Regions from separate parts of the Sus scrofa genome. Here regions 2, 3 and 4 are each linked to region 1. Evidence: chromatin contacts called from public Hi-C and HiChIP or PLAC-seq data. All regions are on one chromosome and are shown on one strand. The core of a region is the stretch at or near the end of the contact, and the rest is flanking DNA. Distances in the headings are between cores, read along the strand shown. Region 1 overlaps ANKRD44 (serine/threonine-protein phosphatase 6 regulatory ankyrin repeat subunit B). Region 2 overlaps ANKRD44 (serine/threonine-protein phosphatase 6 regulatory ankyrin repeat subunit B). Region 3 holds the start of ANKRD44 (serine/threonine-protein phosphatase 6 regulatory ankyrin repeat subunit B). Region 4 overlaps ANKRD44 (serine/threonine-protein phosphatase 6 regulatory ankyrin repeat subunit B).

Region 1 (4,286 bases), core at 541-3,040:
TCCCAGAGAAGAGCTGGCCAGAGGAAAAATGAAACCCAGGCATGTCAACTTTGCTACTAGTTACTCACAAAAGGTTAGGTAAAAGGAAATGATGAAACAACAGTATCAGTTAGATTGAAATCTGGAGGCAATGTTGCTTTTAACAGACCTTGAGATCTTTTTTTTTTTCTGCCACAATAGGGAGATTCATGTATGGTAAAACTGATTTAGGATTAAATCTTAGCCATGGTTTCCTCATCTATAATATAAGGTTACCATAGCCATTTTATAAAACATGTTTCCAAAATGACATAATACTTACAGCACCTCCTATGTGGGGCCAGATGCCTCGTATGTACTCAATAAAAATAATTAGTGTTGATTTTGAGGTAACAAGTTCAAAAACTGTAAGAGTTCCCTCGTGGTGCAGCAGGGTAAGGATCTGGCATTGTCACTGTGGTGGCTTGGGTCGCTGCTGTGGTTTGATTCCTGGCCTGAGAAGTTCCATGTGCCATGGGTGCAGCCAAAAAAAAAAAAAAAAGATTTTTTTTTTTTCAAGGCAAGAGCTTTTATGTCCAACCATGCTACAGTAGGAAAAATTGGGGATGCGGGGAGCTGTCCTTAAAATGTATAGAACAAATAAGTTAGGATTATAACCCACTCAACACCACCAGTAAAGCAGAGGGGTCCATCACACTGGGAAAAGAAGCAGTTACACACAGGCAGGGGACTGAAAATCACACAGAGCCTGACTTGGCCTTTGTTACACCAGGCAACCTCAAAAATGTTGCACAATCTCTCTGTACTCAGGGGTCTAATCTATAAAGTCAAATAACAGCAACTCTCCTGACTAATACATCATCTCTCTTGACTAATCCAACTCTGCCTCATATTTATGTCCACTGGATGGGGAGTGAAATCATAATTTTACTATGAAAGATTATTACAAACATATACCATTATACTTTTTCTTTATGATCTCCTGATGGTCATCCAGGAGATTAATTCCCTCTCTGGAGCTGTGAGGGGGGTCAAATGATGTGCCTGTTAGGGCAAAGTTGAGGCCAGAATTTAATTTTCTTGATTCTCCCGGCTCAGTACTTTCTTTCTCTCACCTGTCATGTGACTACAATACAATACAATACAGAATAAACAAATAATTCCTGACGAGGAATTCAGCTTCAGTATCTTTTTTTATGATGAAAATATAGTTCATTTACAACAGTGTACCAATTTCTGCTGTACAGCCTCCGTTTCAGTGTATTTTCTGTATAGAGATATGCTGTTTACACTCATAAGGGAAAATGTCTCCATATCTCTTCTGTGTGTCTGTGTATACATATACATACATGTATGTGCACAGAGAGTGACTATCTATGTGTATCTGTTTCTAGACATAGTTACCCCCAACAAAATAACTAACAAAATAAACAATCTTGCCACAAGTTGGAAAACAAAAAGCTACAATCTTTCAACCTGGAGGTCAGGCGGAGGGCAGCTCTGTCTAGATTGAGCTATCAGAGAGAAGGTAGGCTGCAAAGTGGATTTTGAATGAGAGTGTGGAGTGCATTTTTCATGGTGGAGACTAGGAGATGATGAGATTAGGGGGAGGAGGAAAAAAAAGAAATGGGCTGGGGGAAGCACCACGCCAGCAGAAGGAGTTTTAACTCAATCTTCAGAGCAAACAGGAACTGGAGGTCTTGAGCAAGAAAACGACACAGAGTTTTTGCAAACATTTCATCTGGCCACAGCGTGGGCTGAGCTTTGGGGGAGGAGAGAATGGAGCTAGGGAGCTCAGTTAGAAGACCATTGCTGCAACCCAAGGCATCCCAGGAGAGAACTTTCTGATCTTCATTTACCTCCGGCTCCCCAACTGCAGTGTACAGAGATACTGTGGAAACAACAGATAACTGCTTTTAATTCTTTGATGTTGCTCTATTCCTGGATGCAAATTTGGCTCAGCCTCTTGGCTCCTTTCCTTTACTCTTTATATATAGCCCAAATCTCCTGCCCCCGAGACACTACTGTTTCCAGGTGAAACTAAGGTTACTTCCTTTAGCTCCTGGAACACTTCCATCTTTTCCCCAACAGAACCTCCATGGAAATAAGTTCTGTTTTGTCAGACTTGTCACTTGAGCACTGAATTTAAATCATAGCATTTCAAAAATAGGCCACAACCATAAAGAGAAAAAAAGCAAAGCAAAACAACGCAGACATACTCTGCCAAATGCCATATTTTTATTGGACTCCGCTGCCAACTACCCACATCTTTTTTCACTCTGTCTAGTTTCAAATGGCTTGAGATCAAATCTAAACTTTAGCTAAGTCAATTAAGCAGTGTTCAGGAGTTAACATTTAGAGAAAGTTAATTTAAGCAAGAGCAAAATGGATCCAAGAGGTTAGTTTTTGCTGCATATTTACATCAGTATAATTTTAGTGAAACAAAAGGAACAACAATATACTTCTACAGTGGCTTCCTATTTTGAGAAATTTTTATAGAAGTTTTATTTCCTAGCTTAGCTTTGCTTACATTCTCAGTATAATTGTATGTTAGAGCACACTGAATTCATGTGGTATCAAATATTAATGGTAATTTAACAATGTTAATCAATATAAGCCACTTTAGTGATTTTTGTGGGGAAAAAAAATGCATATGGCCAGAAGATGAATTTTAAGGTAATAAGTGTATTCAGTGTAATTTCTCTGTGCGGATGCAGAAAGCAGTTCTCTGTTTTAGGATGCAATGTACAAACATGACTTTTTATTAATATCTGGTATTGCATCCCTTATCATAATAAGGACAACGCTAACATAGTGTTCCTTTAAAAAATGACAGAAAGTTAATTATAGTAATATTCTCTTGTGATCTAGAGTAATAATACCTTTTGAGAATATATGGAATTGGAAGGCAAATAGAGCAATCCAGGTGTCCTTTAAAAACAAAATCAATGTGTAGGAATACAGGGCATTCACTGGGAAGGTGGCAATTTCCTGTTATATCTGAGGGGGGTGGAATGACCACATACGAGATAGATGAATTAACTCAGTCACATGAAGTCACTCATGATTCAGGCAAACTCCAAATTGGGTCTGTTAGAACCTGGATTCTCTCAAAAGCCACCTTTTGCCCAGTCAAGTCTTTCCAAAGCCCATGAGAATTTCCCTTTAAACCTCCTCTTCTGACTGTAGTTCTTTTTCTTTGAATTCCATATTCATTCCTTAGAAAGGGAGGCAGCAGTTAAACTCTCACCATCTCTCCCCTGGGAACCAGATGGAGGATTAGGGAGACACCTTCCTGGCCCTCTCTGGTCAAACCACTTTCACACCCAAGGCACTGGGTTGACCAGGACATCCACTACTCTCTGCCTGAGATGCCTGGAGGGTCCCCTGCTGCCCACAAAACCAGGAAAGACACAAGGAAGGCGAATCTACGAGGGATCCTCTCAGTGTAGTCTTCCAGGAAGCATCTGTCCAATTTCCCCATCCAATGTCATGACAAGGGCATTCAGTGACAGATAGCAAAGGGAAATGATAAGGAAAAGGAGTCCAGGAGACTGAAAAACATTTGATTATATAAAATGGGAACTTCTGCACACAAGGACAGTGGCATCGTATTTCCTTACGGGAACACCAACCCAGTTCATATTTCCTTTATTTCTCTGCAAAGCACTGGGCCAACACAACATGTTTTGTTTTTTGTTTTTTGGTTTTTTTAATTAATATGGTAGGGAGATCCTGCTGTGGCGCAGTGGAAAGGAATCCGACTAGGAACCATGAGGTGGTGGGTTCAATCCCTGGCCTCGCTTAGTGGGTTAAGAATCCAGCATTGCCATGAGCTGTGGTGGAGATCACAGACCCGGCTTGGATCTGTAGCTGTGGTGTAGGCTGGCAGCTGGAGCTCCAATTCGACCCCTAGCCTGGGAACCTCCATAAACCGTGGGTGCGGCCCTAAAAAAATTTTTTTAAGTTAAAAAAAATTAATCTGGTATATTTCAGATAACAATTACATTCAAATCAGTAAAGATTGATTAAGTGTAAGAAATTTACTAAAGGTAAGAAATTCAGCACTAAGATGTTATAGTCAGTCTCTCCCTTGATAAGTTACCAAAGTGTAAGAGGAAGTATGTGAACACACACGACATGAGTAGAAGGTAAACACCATGGGAGATGCACACAATGACAGGAGAGAGGCTGCATCTGGCTTCCTGAAAGAAGGATTTAAACAGACAGAGGTGAGTGAGTTGGGAAGGGTGTGCTTCTACCTCAGAAGAACCCGAGCAGAAGACTAAACGCGTACAGGGAGCAGT
Region 2 (4,286 bases), core at 628-3,127, 110 kb before region 1:
GTTTTTTGTTTTTTTGCTTTTTACCTCCACGGCATATGGAGGTTCCCAGGCTAGGGGTCCAATTGGAGTTACAGCTTCTGGCCTATGCCACAGCCACAGCCACATCAGGTCCAAGCTGCGTCTGCGACCTACACCACAACTCAGAGCAATGCCAGATTCTTAACCCACTGAGGGAGGCCAGGGATCAAACCTGCAACCTCATGGTTCCTAGTTGGATTTGTTTCTGCTGAGCCACGATGGGAACTCCATGTTTTTTGTTTTAAATGAGATTTGCAATATTTATTTCAGGTTCTCTGTTTGTTTGTTTTGCCACACAGGCAGTATGTGGGAAATCCTGGGCCAGGGATCGAACCTACACCACACAGCAGCAACCAAAGCCAACACGGTGGTGAGAATGCAGGAGCTTCAACCCGTTAGGCCGTCAGAGAATTTCCCTTCTCCTCATTTTGGTATTTTCTCCTTAGATGGTTCCCCCACCACCACTATATATATATACTCAGACACACACAGATACACACACCATTGCTACCCTCAATGAACCACTGTTACTGAAGGGAGCAGGTCTTATCCCCAAATATGCTGAGACAGAAGAAAGCATATGGCTCTTGGAGCTGGAACAGCGTTTCCCTCATCAATGTCCTCAGGACACAGCACGGTCAATGGAAGGAAAGGCTACTTGAATAATAATGTCATTCCTAAGGCACTTTTGCCACATAGTATGTGTTTGCATAAAATGAAGGTAAAATAATTACAAGGAAAGAGGCTTTGTGCTTATTGAGTTTTTTTGGCAAATTTTAAGTAAACATTTGGCCAGTTTATCTCTCAAACGGTTCAAATCTGAAAGAAAATCAGAAATTCATGGTTCTTTGGCTAACAAGTTAAAGAAAACACCACTGAAAATATTAACACATCACAAGTGAAGTTGGTTTGTGCCCAAATCATTTACTTCTGCTTAACTGACACATTTAGGATCCCTGCCTTTGGGTAGCCATGACCTGCTTGGGAACTCTAGAATCTGGTCAAAGCCTTCTGATCCTAGCACGCTGTTCTCGCCAGGAAATTGAGCTGCTTCTTTTGATCTGCAACCTCCCAATCAAAAAGGCCCTTTGACTTAAAGCAGATCCCTTTCTCTTCTGAGACAACCCAGTGTTCTTGCTGTTCGTCAGTGTACCTCTCCTCTGACCGCCCTCAGTTTTGTCCTTAGCCTGAGCCCGCATCTTTTCTTCTCTGGACATTTGCAAGAGGCTGCCCAGTGCTTCTAGTCTGGACCACCTCCAATCTGTCTGGATTGCAATTAGAGCAATCTTTCTCACACACAAATGGGATCATCGGACACAAGCTACCCTACACCCACTTACAATTCTTTTTTTTTTTCTTTCATTTTTTAAAAATTATTACTATTTTTAAAATAGTTATTTCCCCAATACAATTATAATTCCTTAACAGCTTCTGAATGCCTCAGCATGGAACCCAACTCCTTAGCAAGACAATTGTGATCCTTTGTAGTGTGGCTCTTCCTGCCTTTCCACCTCATCTCATTCCACTCCCCCTAGATCAGGTAGTCCAGGCTTGGGAATCTGCTTTTGGATATGGTCACATATTTGTGCCTTTGTAAATACTGTTCCCTCTTCCTGGAATGTGCTTCCCTGCTTCCCCCTCTATCTTTTTTATCTCACACAATTCAGTTTGCCATGTGGCAAACTCCTACCCATCCTTCTTTTGCTGAAATGTCATCTCTTCAGTGTTTCCCTGGTCCAAACCTCCATCATAACACACCTCATGACGCTGCAGTCATTTGCTCTTGATCTCATCTCCACCACCAGCCCGGGAGCCCGGAGGGCCACCAGAATGCACCATGCCCTGGACCATTTCAATTCTGGTTCATTCTCTGCCAAGATTTTTGATTCTATTGCACAACACTTGACAAATAAATTACAATTCCTAATATAACCCTGCCTTTGTAGTTTTCCTTTCCTAAAGATTCAGTTATTATCCCCAGTTTCTATGGTCAAGGCCAAACTCTTTATTGAAGCATTTAAGACCCTCTTTAATTTGACTATACTACATGTTACTGAGCAATAAATTAATAGTCAACATTTATTGATTGTTTACTATGTGCCAGGCACTGTTCAAAGAGTTTTTTTTTAGGGCTGAACCCGCAGCATATGGAAATTCCCAGGCTAGGGGTCGAATTGGGGCTGCAGCTACCGGCCTACGCCACAGCCACGGCAATGTGGGATCCAAGCCACGTCTGCGACCTACACCACAGCTCCCGGCAACACCAGATCCATAACCCACAGAGAGAGGCCAGGGATCAAACCCATGTCCTCGCGGATACTAATCAGGTTCATTACTACTGACCCATGACGGGAACTCCCCAAAAGCTTTTAATAGGGATTATCATGTTGAATAACCTTAGCAGATGTATTTATATAACTCACAATCACACAGATCTTAACATATACCAGAAAGCTTTACTAATAATTAAGTCCTTTAATCTTCATCACAAACTTATAGGAGGTACTACTATTACTCTGATTTTTCAAATGAGGAAATCAAAGCACAGAGATTGAGCAACAGGCTGAAGGTCACACAGCTCACAAGTGAGGCAGCTTGGATTGGAGCCCAGCTGGTGCCCAGGAAAGCCTGGGCTCCCAACCGTGATATAATACTGCCTCTGGGCAGAGCACACACCATCACACACCCTCTACCCTGCCAGGCTAAGCTTTTCCCAGAGCCTTATCTCTTCCTGCCACTCACTGCTCTACTCATAATTCCATCCTCCAAAGCCTACCTAAAACTCACCTTCTCCTTGAAAACTGTGGCCACCCTTGAGCTCTCCTCTTCCTATCTACACGCTATGGTTCGTATAGCTTACACCAAACATTTTGCCATTAAAGTCCTGTTTCATTTTGAACTTCATTAAATACTATCTTGCACGGTTCTTTGTTTTAGTGGGGCCTTGGGCTTCCAACAAAATTATGAGCTCCGGGAGGATACCAACCAGGTAACTTCCGACATTTCCCATAGCACCCAGCATTGCGACAGACTCATATAGATGTTTTAAATACTCTTGTTGAATTGAAGTACAAAATGAAGTCAGGTCCCCCTTCCCAACGTAGCAGATTTATTCAATTGCATTCTATAACCATACCGTTAATACGGGTCATTAATATGCAAAACAACACCCTCAATAAATTTGAGTTTGCCCAATTATGCTTTATTCTTCCTGCTTAACTAACACTGAAAATTGGGGGAAAAAGAATATTAAAAAGGCAGAGTTAGGAATAAAGTTCAAATTTCCTTAATTAAAACCACTAGAATAGACTTCTTTCTGATGTAGCTAAAAAATAAAATTGGTTCTTCCTTGCAAGTGTCATTAAAAGTCACTTAATTTAGATCAAATTTAATTTGTGTTTAGCACAATGGTACAGTCTACCCTAACCCAGATAAATGGGAACTATCTACCACATGCCAGAATCCCCGTGGCAGGACGCCCATGTGTGGCAATTATTCCACCGTATTTTTGCAGTAACCTACTTGGCTGTGTCAGCTCCACTGGTTATTAAGGTGTTAATCAAAAGCTCATGACCGTATCTTGCAGCCACATGGAGAGGAGTGTTGCCATCCTTATCCACACAGTCAATTTCACCTCCTGAAAAAGACATTTTAATACAGAACAACATAAGGATTCAAGTTGACTCACATACCACATTTTATGCTGGTCACGTTAACCAAATGTTGATTTCGTGTCTACTCTGTGCATCTCTGCTCTCAAGGATAAGAATGCTTTCTCAGGGGACAAGTCACCATCTCGAGTAGTGGTATTATTAAATCTGCATAGAGGAAAGTCTACTAGAAATGCTTATTAATTTTTTTCCACATTGTCTTATTTGAGGATCTAAAATCTGACAACTGGATTCCCTCTCTGAATAAACAATGCAATCAAATTCCACAAAATGTAACTCTGAAGACACATCCAATTTTAATTTTACTTGCTGAATTAAAGACCTATGTAAACCTTATACAAAAGCATAAGAACCGAAAGGAATAGAGAGTTCAGAAAAAGACTTAATGTAGTTTGATTATCTAGTTTAAAATATGATGACTAAAATTAGTAAAAATATAAGCTAGAGGCTGCAAATATACTTATTAAAACCATTACATTAATGTTCATGTTATTTTAGTCTCATTTTATTTTGCCTTCTTCCCTAACATTTTATTCCACTACATTTCTTTCTTTCCCCTTTTCATATATATGACAGTTATATGTATATATATCATAA
Region 3 (4,286 bases), core at 637-3,136, 120 kb after region 1:
AGGCTTCCCTTCTCTAGACTTCAGTTTCTCCATTTAAAAAAAATGAAGAAATTGGGTGAAGATCATCGTTGGCATCCTTTCCAGCTCCAAAATTCCACGTGAAATTCTTCTGTGTACGTGACAATGACAATAAAGCCTATGAGAAGCACTTTTTATACTTTGAAGACTTAGGAATTAACAGAGAAGCACAGTAACTTGCACTGGCAAAGATGACAAGACCAAAGCCGACTAAAACTGGAAGATTTAAAACAAGCAAATGTCTAACAGTTGTCGAAGTATGTGCCCAGAAGGTGGAGGGAAGCCTAAACGAATATCAATTTACACTTTTAAATGCTCTGGAACCAATGGGAACAAGTAGATTCATCAAGATTACCAGCTGCTCCTCCTGCTAAATTTAAGGGTAACATAAATCTTAATTAAGTGATCCCTCCCCCACAAAAAGAAAATTTAAAAAGCCTGTAAATACTTATGGAAAACAAAGCAAAACTTTGAATCTGAAGGCAGGAGAGCAAACCACTGTGGTGATGGATCGCATTTAAGTCGCAGGGGTTCTGACTTAGGACATAAACTGAGGACGGCGAGGCACCAGATGCAACCCACTTAGGAAGCTGTTTAACACCAAGGACTGGCATGTTCGACCGCGTGTGTCAAAGTCAAGACTGCCTCTCCGCCTATTAGGACCACAAAACAATGTTCGTTCCACCATGTATGAATAAACGGCAGAAGAAGAAAAAAGCAAGCTGTTTCCTTCTTTCGTGGAAGAAGCTGCAGAGTTTTGTCATGCAACTTGCTTGGGCGCCTGTGAGTGTCAAGGTCCTCAGAGCAGCACAGTCCGCAAAGGCAGGGTATTTCCATTCCACAGACCCGCAGCAAGGACTGTCAGGCGAGTCAGCAATAACCCCACCTCTCCGATCCAGGACTCCAGGGCTGCCCTGTGCGGTGTCTCAACCGGAAAGCAACAAAACTGATGAACACACACAGAGGGTAGCCCACTACCTGAGAAGGGAGCCCCGGACCGGACTTCTCCTCCTGGGAGAGCCCGGCCAGGGCCCAGAGCGCGGTCTCCAAGAGTCCCCATCGCGCACCACGCACACTGCCTCTGGGTTACTAAAGAGGAAGTCAAAATGTCATGTCAAAAGGATAAAGACAGCCCGACCACACAAGAATCGCTGTCAGGGCGGGTCTACGGCTTGGCTTGGAAAGGGGTCCGCAGGCTGTGATCCCTTTTCCCTCTCCATCCACGGTCCTCCTGCCGGCGGCGCGGACCAGCCTCCTCTCGGCCCGCACGGGCTGGCGGAGCCCACGCTGCGCAGCGCCGGAGGCGCACCTCAAGCCTCCCCTCCCCCTGCCCAGCCCGGGCCCGCGGACAACGCACCCCCGCGCACCCCCTTCCTCAGTCCCCAAGGCGCCCCTGGCCGAGCCCGCAGTTCCGAATGCCCCGCGCCGGGCAGCGCCGGGAAGGAGAGCCTCAGCCGCCGGCTTTCAGAGGAGCCGGCGGCCACACACACTCCTCCCCTTCGCCGCGAGTAAACAGCTCGCGGGCGCGCTCCGCGCCGCGCCCCCATCCCCCCGCCGGGGCTCCGCGCCGCCCCGCGCGTCCCGCCCGCCGGCGCCGGCGCCGCCGCCCCCTACCTGGTCGGTGAGTTTGAGCACTGCCATTCTTCTGCTCCTTCGCGCGCACACACATACAGGTTCCCGGTCCACAGATGTCACGCCAGGAGCCGGGGAAGCGGAAGGGATTGCCAGGGGAAGGGAAAAAAATCTGGCTCCCGAATTTGACAGCCCTCCCTATGCTCCTCCTCCGCCGCCTCTTCCTCCTCCCGCCGAGAGGCTGACACTGGCTAGTAGGGTTTGCAGCCGAGCCCGCCCGCCTTTATACAGGAAGTACCGGCTGCTGCCAGCCGGGCCGCCACTGACATCACCGCGCGCTGCCTCGCTCGCCGCCGCGCCGCCTGGCCGACGCTGCCTCCTGCCGCCCGCGGCCGCGCCTCGCAGCCCGCGGGCCCCCGACGCCCGCTCGTGCTCGGCGCGCCGCCGTGGGCCCAGACTGCCGCCTGCTTTCCGCACCTGCACATTGCGCCCGGGGCGAGCGGGATATCGGCCCCAGGGTCGCCCCGGCTGCCCCCACCCCCAGACCCAGGACGTGCGCGGTTAAAGGCATCCCCAGGGGCTGCTCGTGACCCTCCTTCGCCCCGTCCCACGCACACAAACACACACGGTCGTACAACCTGATGAGCAAGTCCTGCTGGCACACCCCGAGGGGTAAGAAAGGCTGCACCAAAGTTTTAACCCGGGAGACTGGGAGGCTGGGTCACACTCTAGATTGGCCTTCCCCTAAACCTCTCCCCTGTCCGGAAACAGTCCAGTACATCAAATGATCACACCTGGGTCAGGTACCACAGTGCTAATGCTCTCGTTATCTAAAGCGGGGAGCCCCCCCCACACACACACACACACATTCTTTAGCAAGTGTTTTTCAAAACTTGAGGGTGGGGATTCGGGCTTTGGCCCTTTCGCCTTTTTCTCCACCTACCTCCCAGCTAGAACACACAGAAGCCCATCATTAAATTCAAACATTGGGAGGGAAGGAGGTAAAGTGGAATTACTGGAGAAGAAAAGCGATCCTAAATTACCGCATTAATGGGCCCTTGAGTGTTTCCACCAGTTCTGACTCATTCCAGATAACGATGCTATTCAACAGATAGAAGACCCAGCTGTCAAACAGCGAGAGATGCATACACGATGGTCATATTCATACACATAGTGAAGAGTTGATACTTCTGGAATTCCGAGCAAACGATTCCTTCAACAACCCTGTACTGAGTGCTGACTTTGTACCACAGAAGGAAAGGGGGAGCATAAATATTCCAGATACCCAGTCATAGGGGGTGTCTGACACGAATGAAGTGGTCATCACTAATGAATGTAATTACAGGCTGAGATAAGGGTTGGGGGCGGGGGGAGAAATACTCCTGAAAGGAATCTGTGATGCAGGAATCAGACCAGACTGGTAGGTGAGGATAGGCTTCCCTGGGAAGTGACAAGAGGTGAGATTCTGCAGGAGGAAGGGCTGGGTAGGCAAGTACATGGGGTGCTGCTCCCAGGCAGCCCCACATGCCCCTGGCATGGCAGGGAGCAGACTTGCATTGAACAGCAAACCAGAACTGCAGTTCCTGGGGCAAGACCAAATAGCTACCCTTCATTCACAAAGTAAAGGTGGGCTCTTCGTTCCTAACTTCTGAGCCTCCCCAGTCTGCTGAGAAAGGAGAGGAGAGAATGGTAGCATGCTCTTAGCATCCCCCATTTATTATCTAACCATGGACTTGTGATTCAGATCACGAAGACAAGGGGAACCAAGAAATCACTCTCCTGGCCTCCACTCCACTAATCTTCAGTAATGCACAGAGACTAAAAAAAATTTCCCTCCTAAGGCCTCCCTCAAACACAAAGTAGTTTGCTTTTGTTGCATCTGTGGAGCAGTTCTTCACTGCTGTTGTTAGTATGTCTATTTATTAATATTACTGCCTGGCTTTGTGGGTAACTGGATAGGACACTGACCTCTCTTGTTAAATATAGCCATCTTTCAGAAGAGTGATAACAAATGACTTGATATGGCAGAAGTATTCAAGGTCCACTCTGGTTCACCATGGGCATGCCTACATGCAAGTTCTTGGAGCCTGATTTGAAAGGAGGAGCAAACAGTTCTCAAACCTATCGGGTCCAACATCCGATTTTGTAACTAGGTTTCTTTGCTTTTCGTTTTTTGTTTTATGGCCACATCTGTGACATATGGAAGTTCCTGGGCTAGGAGTCAAATTGGAGCTGCAGCTATAGCTGCCTGCCTATACCACAGCCACAGCATTGCAGGATCCCAACCACATCCATAACCTACATCACAGCTTTTGGCAACACCGGATCCTTAACCCACTGAGTGAGGCCAGAGAATGAACCCACATCTTCATGGAGACTATATGAGGGTCTTAACCACCTGAGTCCCAATGGAAACGCCAGTAAACTAGCATTTTTAATACTCTCATTACTATGAAATGAAATTCATAAATAACATTACCTTCCTATGCAAATTTCCCCCATATCAACATAATGTCCTAATATATAATAAAGGAGAAATAAAATTTGTAATTAATGTGTACTTCAATAGATAAATGCTATAGAATAACTCTATTGGAAGACAAAATAGTCAGATGCTTGCACCTGCATGTAGAACCACCGTGCATGAAACTACAAATGTAGTCCAATATGAAAGTGTTTCAATAGCAACTCAAATA
Region 4 (4,286 bases), core at 491-2,990, 85 kb after region 1:
AACCCTTTTTTTTTTTAAGGACCACATCGATGGCATATGGAAGTTCCTGGGCTAGGGGCTGAATCAGAGATGCAACTGCTGGTCTACACCACAGAGACTACATGCAGCCACAGCAATGCAGGACCCAAGTTGTATCTGTGACCTATGCTGCAGCTCAGAGCAACACCCAGTACTTAACTCACTGATCAGGGACAAGGATCAAACCCAGGTCCTCATGGATACTAGCCGGGTTCTTAAGCCACTGAGTCACAACGGGAACGCTAAAAAACAAACTATTTTATTATAAATTATTTTCATGATACTTCTTTATATTACAGTGACAGTTACATTGTTGTTTAATACTGTGTATAAGTGAGGCCTGTTCTCTGTGAGTTTCATTTCAGGAGGTAAAGAGGATATTACAAATATATAAAAAGGGATGTTGGATTTGATGACATAGAATAGATTCTAAAACTGGGGTCTGAAGCCCACCTGCAGCAGAAACATCTGTGGCACTTGTAAAAAAAAAAAAAAAAATATATATATATATATATATATATATATATATATATATCAAGGTTCCTAGGTTCCAACCCAGACTCATCTTGCCATTCATCTTGTCACCAACATTCAGGATGACAAAAGGAGATTACCGGGACGAGGGATTCTGAGCATATATCATTCACATATGGCTGGAAAGACAGTAAGGATAACAGGCACACTCGGGAGTCACCAATGCTAATGAGCCACGAATCATAGAAAAGTAACTTAACTGAGGCAACAGCAAGATGGAAGGAGGCTTGGAATTAGAAGCTCTCTGGTTGCTTTCCCCTGATCTAGCAACAGCACAAAGCAGCTTCTGCTTAATCAATTCCCACCTAATCAGAGAGCCATCTTCACACTGTCTCCCAGAGCAGCAAATTAGCCTAATAGTGAGTGACTGCAGCAATCAGAACGGTATTGGTGGGGAGGGTAGGGATGGAAACGTGCTCCAAGGAAAAGCAATTGGCTAGTGCTAAGGGGTTAAGTGGTGTTTAACTAGCTGTTAAATTGCGAAGGGCTAAGCCTCCTGATTCTAATGCAGAAATTGTCAACAAGGAATAGAAATGAAGATGAAATGCATCAGGTTCTGCTTTTATTCTTGGACCCTTAGATGTGCATCCAGGTAAATACAGAAGTTACTTTTAACCCCATAAAAGGAAAGATCAAGGCTCTTCAGAGGCCAAGCCTAGCGTCTCTCAAACTCAGACATTCAGAATTTCACTTGTATTAGAATCATTAGGGGGCTTGTGAAACCACAGACGGCTGGGCTCACCCCTAGAGTTTCCCACTCAGTCGATCCAGGACGGGGCCCTACAATTTACCTTTTTAACAATTTGCAGGCGGTGCCGATTCTGCTGACCTGGGGACCACACTTTGAGAACCCCTGCTCAGAATGTCTCAAGAGCCATTTGGAAGCGGGGACAGGGCAGTGGGGCGACAAGGGAGCAGCTCAAAGAGGGATAGGGAGAGAGGCGATCTCAGCAAGCCATGAGGGTGCCCTTCATAACACAAGGAGCTTCCATGAACTCTTTACAGCAGTGATTTGTCGCATCATTTAAGAATAACAGTTCTACAACTATAGTCATTCATGGAACGGCTGCCACATGTCTGAGGGAGAATAAGGACAATGACAAGGAAAACAGGGGAGGCCTGCACTTTTCATGGATGTGAAATGAGATTGGCTAATCGAAGGGGAAGTCAGAATATGTCACAAGGCACAAGAGGTCCCAGGTCAGAGAGAGCTGTGTGGTTACTTCTCTGTCTGTAGGATCGTAAGGAAAATGCACGGGTTCTACGTTGCTCCTTCCCTCTGTTGACCAGTCTATGCTCCCACTACGACTGAGAGCCTGAGGACCACAGTCAGAAGAGGACCTACCTGGCTCTCACGATGAAGAAAATCTTAGTCTGATCAAGACTCAGCACCCACTGGTCAAATCAAACTCTAGGTTCTTTTGCACCAGCCTGACACCAACCTGAGAGCAGACGTAAGTAAGGCAGTATCACCATAGGCAGTGAGAATTTCTTCTGCTAAGCCAGAGCAAGACTAAGGCCAGTGTACTACACCCCGTTCCCACCGCTCCCCCAACTTTCAGGTGCATTGCCCCGAGGAAGATTTCCAATTAAAGCACTGCTTGGTGGCCCCAGCTCTTAGCAACAAAAAGACCAAAGGCCTTCTGCCCGTCATCTCGTCCCCTCCAACTTTTTCCCTTCCTTCAGGAAGGACACAGGGTCAACAGCAAGCAAGGGTCTCAAATCTCCGAGACAGAGACCTTTGACTTTGGAAACATTTGGAGCAGAAACAGGTGGTGTGGTCTGGAGCCAACATTCAAGAGAAGAAAATACCCAAACCTCTGAGAGAAGAATGCCTCCACATGGAATTCACATTTGCATTTCGTGTAGTCAGCGGTTCTCCAGTTTTTCCACGTCTCTTTAAAGGCTAGGTTCTCATCTCATGTGATGGAAGTAGATCAGGCTAAGAGGGTTTTTTTTTTTTCTTATGGTTTCAGGCTGGATAATATTTCATAACCGTGTGACTGCAGGGCTGAGCTTAGCAGTCGATCGCATATCCATCATTCAGCCCCATTTCAGAGACTGATAACATATTGCCCCCTCGGATTTAAGAGAGGCTGGTCATAAAACATTTCCCCTACTAACTAACAAGGCCATGAAGGTCAGTTCCTGATGCAATGCCGGGGGCCCACCTGTGTACAATAAAACATTTTTTCCCACGAAAGGATGGCTTGAGAAACAGTATCCATAGTCCAGGCAGTAAATAAGCTATCGGTGCTATAGGTCGTGGTTAGATTATCTGTCCTAAAACACTACTCTGCACACATCACAAGCCCAGATCAAGTCTTCTGTGGCTCCCCAGAGAACCCAAACTCCTTAGCAGTTGTTCTTGGGCATAGCGCATTCTTTACAACCCTCCTTCCACAGTCACCTGTGCAAACCCTCTGCCCAGGTCAACTGCTGACACCATCAGTCCTGGAAACCCAGCACAGAGCTTCCTTTTTCTCTCTTGCTTTGCTGACCTCTGTCCCAAATGTCCCCTTTCTCCTTCTTCCCAGTTTGTCAAACTCCTACCAGGAGGCATTTGAAAACCAGCTCAAATCTTATATTCTCCACAAAGCTGCTTTTCAGGAAACATCCTACCCTCAATGCTCTCTCCTCCTGGGTTGCCATGATAGAGATCAGCTGGCATTGCGTGTGCCCTGCCTTGTGGTTTTTTATTCCCTTATCCCAGAGCCGCCCCAGGCCAATCGTGCAGCTCCTGGGCACAGCCTCTCTGGCCCGGCTCCCCCAGGATCTCACCTGCTCCCCTCACACAGCAGCTGCTTGCAAAAGGTTTGCGGCCCTCACTCTACTGCAATCACCATGATCACAATCTGGTCCTCCCTGAGCCTGAAGGTTTGCAGACACTTCTGCCTTCAAATCATCTGATTTCTCTTCCTCACTCTCCAATCACTGCCCTGTCTCTCAGCCCAAGCATGTGACAGGACTGCCAACTCCCTCTGTCCCCAGGGCTGTCAAATAGCTTAATGAGTGTTTAAGCAAAGAATCCTCAGAGGCGATTGCTAGGTCAGAAAAATCACCCTGGGTCCCACGGGGCGGTGTTCGGTCTGCAGATGGGAAACAGGCAACAGGAGAAAGAGATTAGCATAAAGGAAAGGTAGGCTACTGCCCCTCTCCACCTCCATCAGCAATCTCTCTAAGAAACAAAAAGAAAGCGTCTGGACACAGCGCGGGCAAATATTGCTGAGCTCGGAAAGCTGTGCCGCCGCCACCGGAGCGAAAGCACAAAGGGTTTGTAAGAGGCGGATTTTGCTCCCCGCCCCCAACCACCAAGACTCAATAAGAAAACGAGCAGTTTTCACTCAGCACATCTGTTTTCAGTTACCTGTGTCTGAACCACAAACTTAACAGAGAAATGGAGAGATTCCGAGCTGACTCCACAGTTTAAGGTCTGTCCGGGCGGAGTGTGGAGGCCTCGAGAGCGACCGCTAGAAATGGTGCTGTTGATGCGATTGCTGAAAGGTAACAACTGCCAAGGGGCAGCAGCATCGTTTGATAAACAGCTGCGCAAGTTAGTCTATCACTAATTAAGAGATTAAGTTTACCAATTAGCAGTCACACGTTACCCATCAATACTCAACAGATTTAGCCTTTTGTCTTCCATCACAGTTGTCCCCCTCTGCTGCTTCAGTCACCTGAGGTCAGAGAGTATTAAATGGAAAATTCGGAGTTCCCGGTATGGCTCAGTGGTT

Evidence for each region. A called contact is a pair of places that touch in the nucleus more often than the background predicts. HiChIP or PLAC-seq counts read pairs in DNA pulled down with a chosen protein or histone mark.
Region 2: a contact with region 1 is called in a Hi-C map of liver, with 5 times the contacts expected there. The contact joins two enhancer-like sites. A contact is called at or near these places in 1 of 5 promoter capture datasets (liver), 10 of 47 Hi-C or Micro-C datasets (alveolar macrophages, blood, embryonic fibroblasts and 4 more) and 2 of 2 datasets of contacts at active chromatin or transcription factors (alveolar macrophages and skeletal muscle).
Region 3: an H3K27ac HiChIP or PLAC-seq map of alveolar macrophages shows a contact between it and region 1. The contact joins the promoter of ANKRD44 here to the enhancer-like site in region 1. A contact is called at or near these places in 3 of 5 promoter capture datasets (fetal liver, fetal skeletal muscle and liver), 29 of 47 Hi-C or Micro-C datasets (alveolar macrophages, blood, embryonic fibroblasts and 12 more) and 2 of 2 datasets of contacts at active chromatin or transcription factors (alveolar macrophages and skeletal muscle).
Region 4: a contact with region 1 is called in an H3K27ac HiChIP or PLAC-seq map of alveolar macrophages. The contact joins two enhancer-like sites. A contact is called at or near these places in 2 of 47 Hi-C or Micro-C datasets (embryonic fibroblasts and fibroblasts) and 2 of 2 datasets of contacts at active chromatin or transcription factors (alveolar macrophages and skeletal muscle).

The regions. Positions count from the first base shown.
Region 1 is chr15:101,091,086-101,095,371 of Sscrofa11.1, forward strand. All of the region lies in intron 1 of ANKRD44 (serine/threonine-protein phosphatase 6 regulatory ankyrin repeat subunit B), which reads right to left. Among named protein-coding and RNA genes, the nearest start is that of ANKRD44, 120 kb to the right of the region's middle. Within about 2 kb of position 1,791, at least 18 of the 83 cell types and tissues checked have an H3K27ac peak or open chromatin away from gene starts, as enhancers often do. A contact at or near this core is called in alveolar macrophages, fetal liver, liver and 2 more, where this site is marked.
Region 2 is chr15:100,978,159-100,982,444 of Sscrofa11.1, forward strand. It overlaps ANKRD44 (serine/threonine-protein phosphatase 6 regulatory ankyrin repeat subunit B), which reads right to left. Exons shown (of 28, transcript XM_021076238.1): 10 at 3,541-3,655. Among named protein-coding and RNA genes, the nearest start is that of PGAP1, 160 kb to the left of the region's middle. Within about 2 kb of position 1,878, at least 3 of the 83 cell types and tissues checked have an H3K27ac peak or open chromatin away from gene starts, as enhancers often do. A contact at or near this core is called in liver, where this site is marked.
Region 3 is chr15:101,209,286-101,213,571 of Sscrofa11.1, forward strand. ANKRD44 (serine/threonine-protein phosphatase 6 regulatory ankyrin repeat subunit B) reads right to left here and starts at 1,887. Exons shown (of 28, transcript XM_021076238.1): 1 at 1,633-1,887. The coding sequence starts at 1,659.
Region 4 is chr15:101,176,576-101,180,861 of Sscrofa11.1, forward strand. All of the region lies in intron 1 of ANKRD44 (serine/threonine-protein phosphatase 6 regulatory ankyrin repeat subunit B), which reads right to left. Among named protein-coding and RNA genes, the nearest start is that of ANKRD44, 32 kb to the right of the region's middle. Within about 2 kb of position 1,741, at least 4 of the 83 cell types and tissues checked have an H3K27ac peak or open chromatin away from gene starts, as enhancers often do. A contact at or near this core is called in alveolar macrophages, where this site is marked.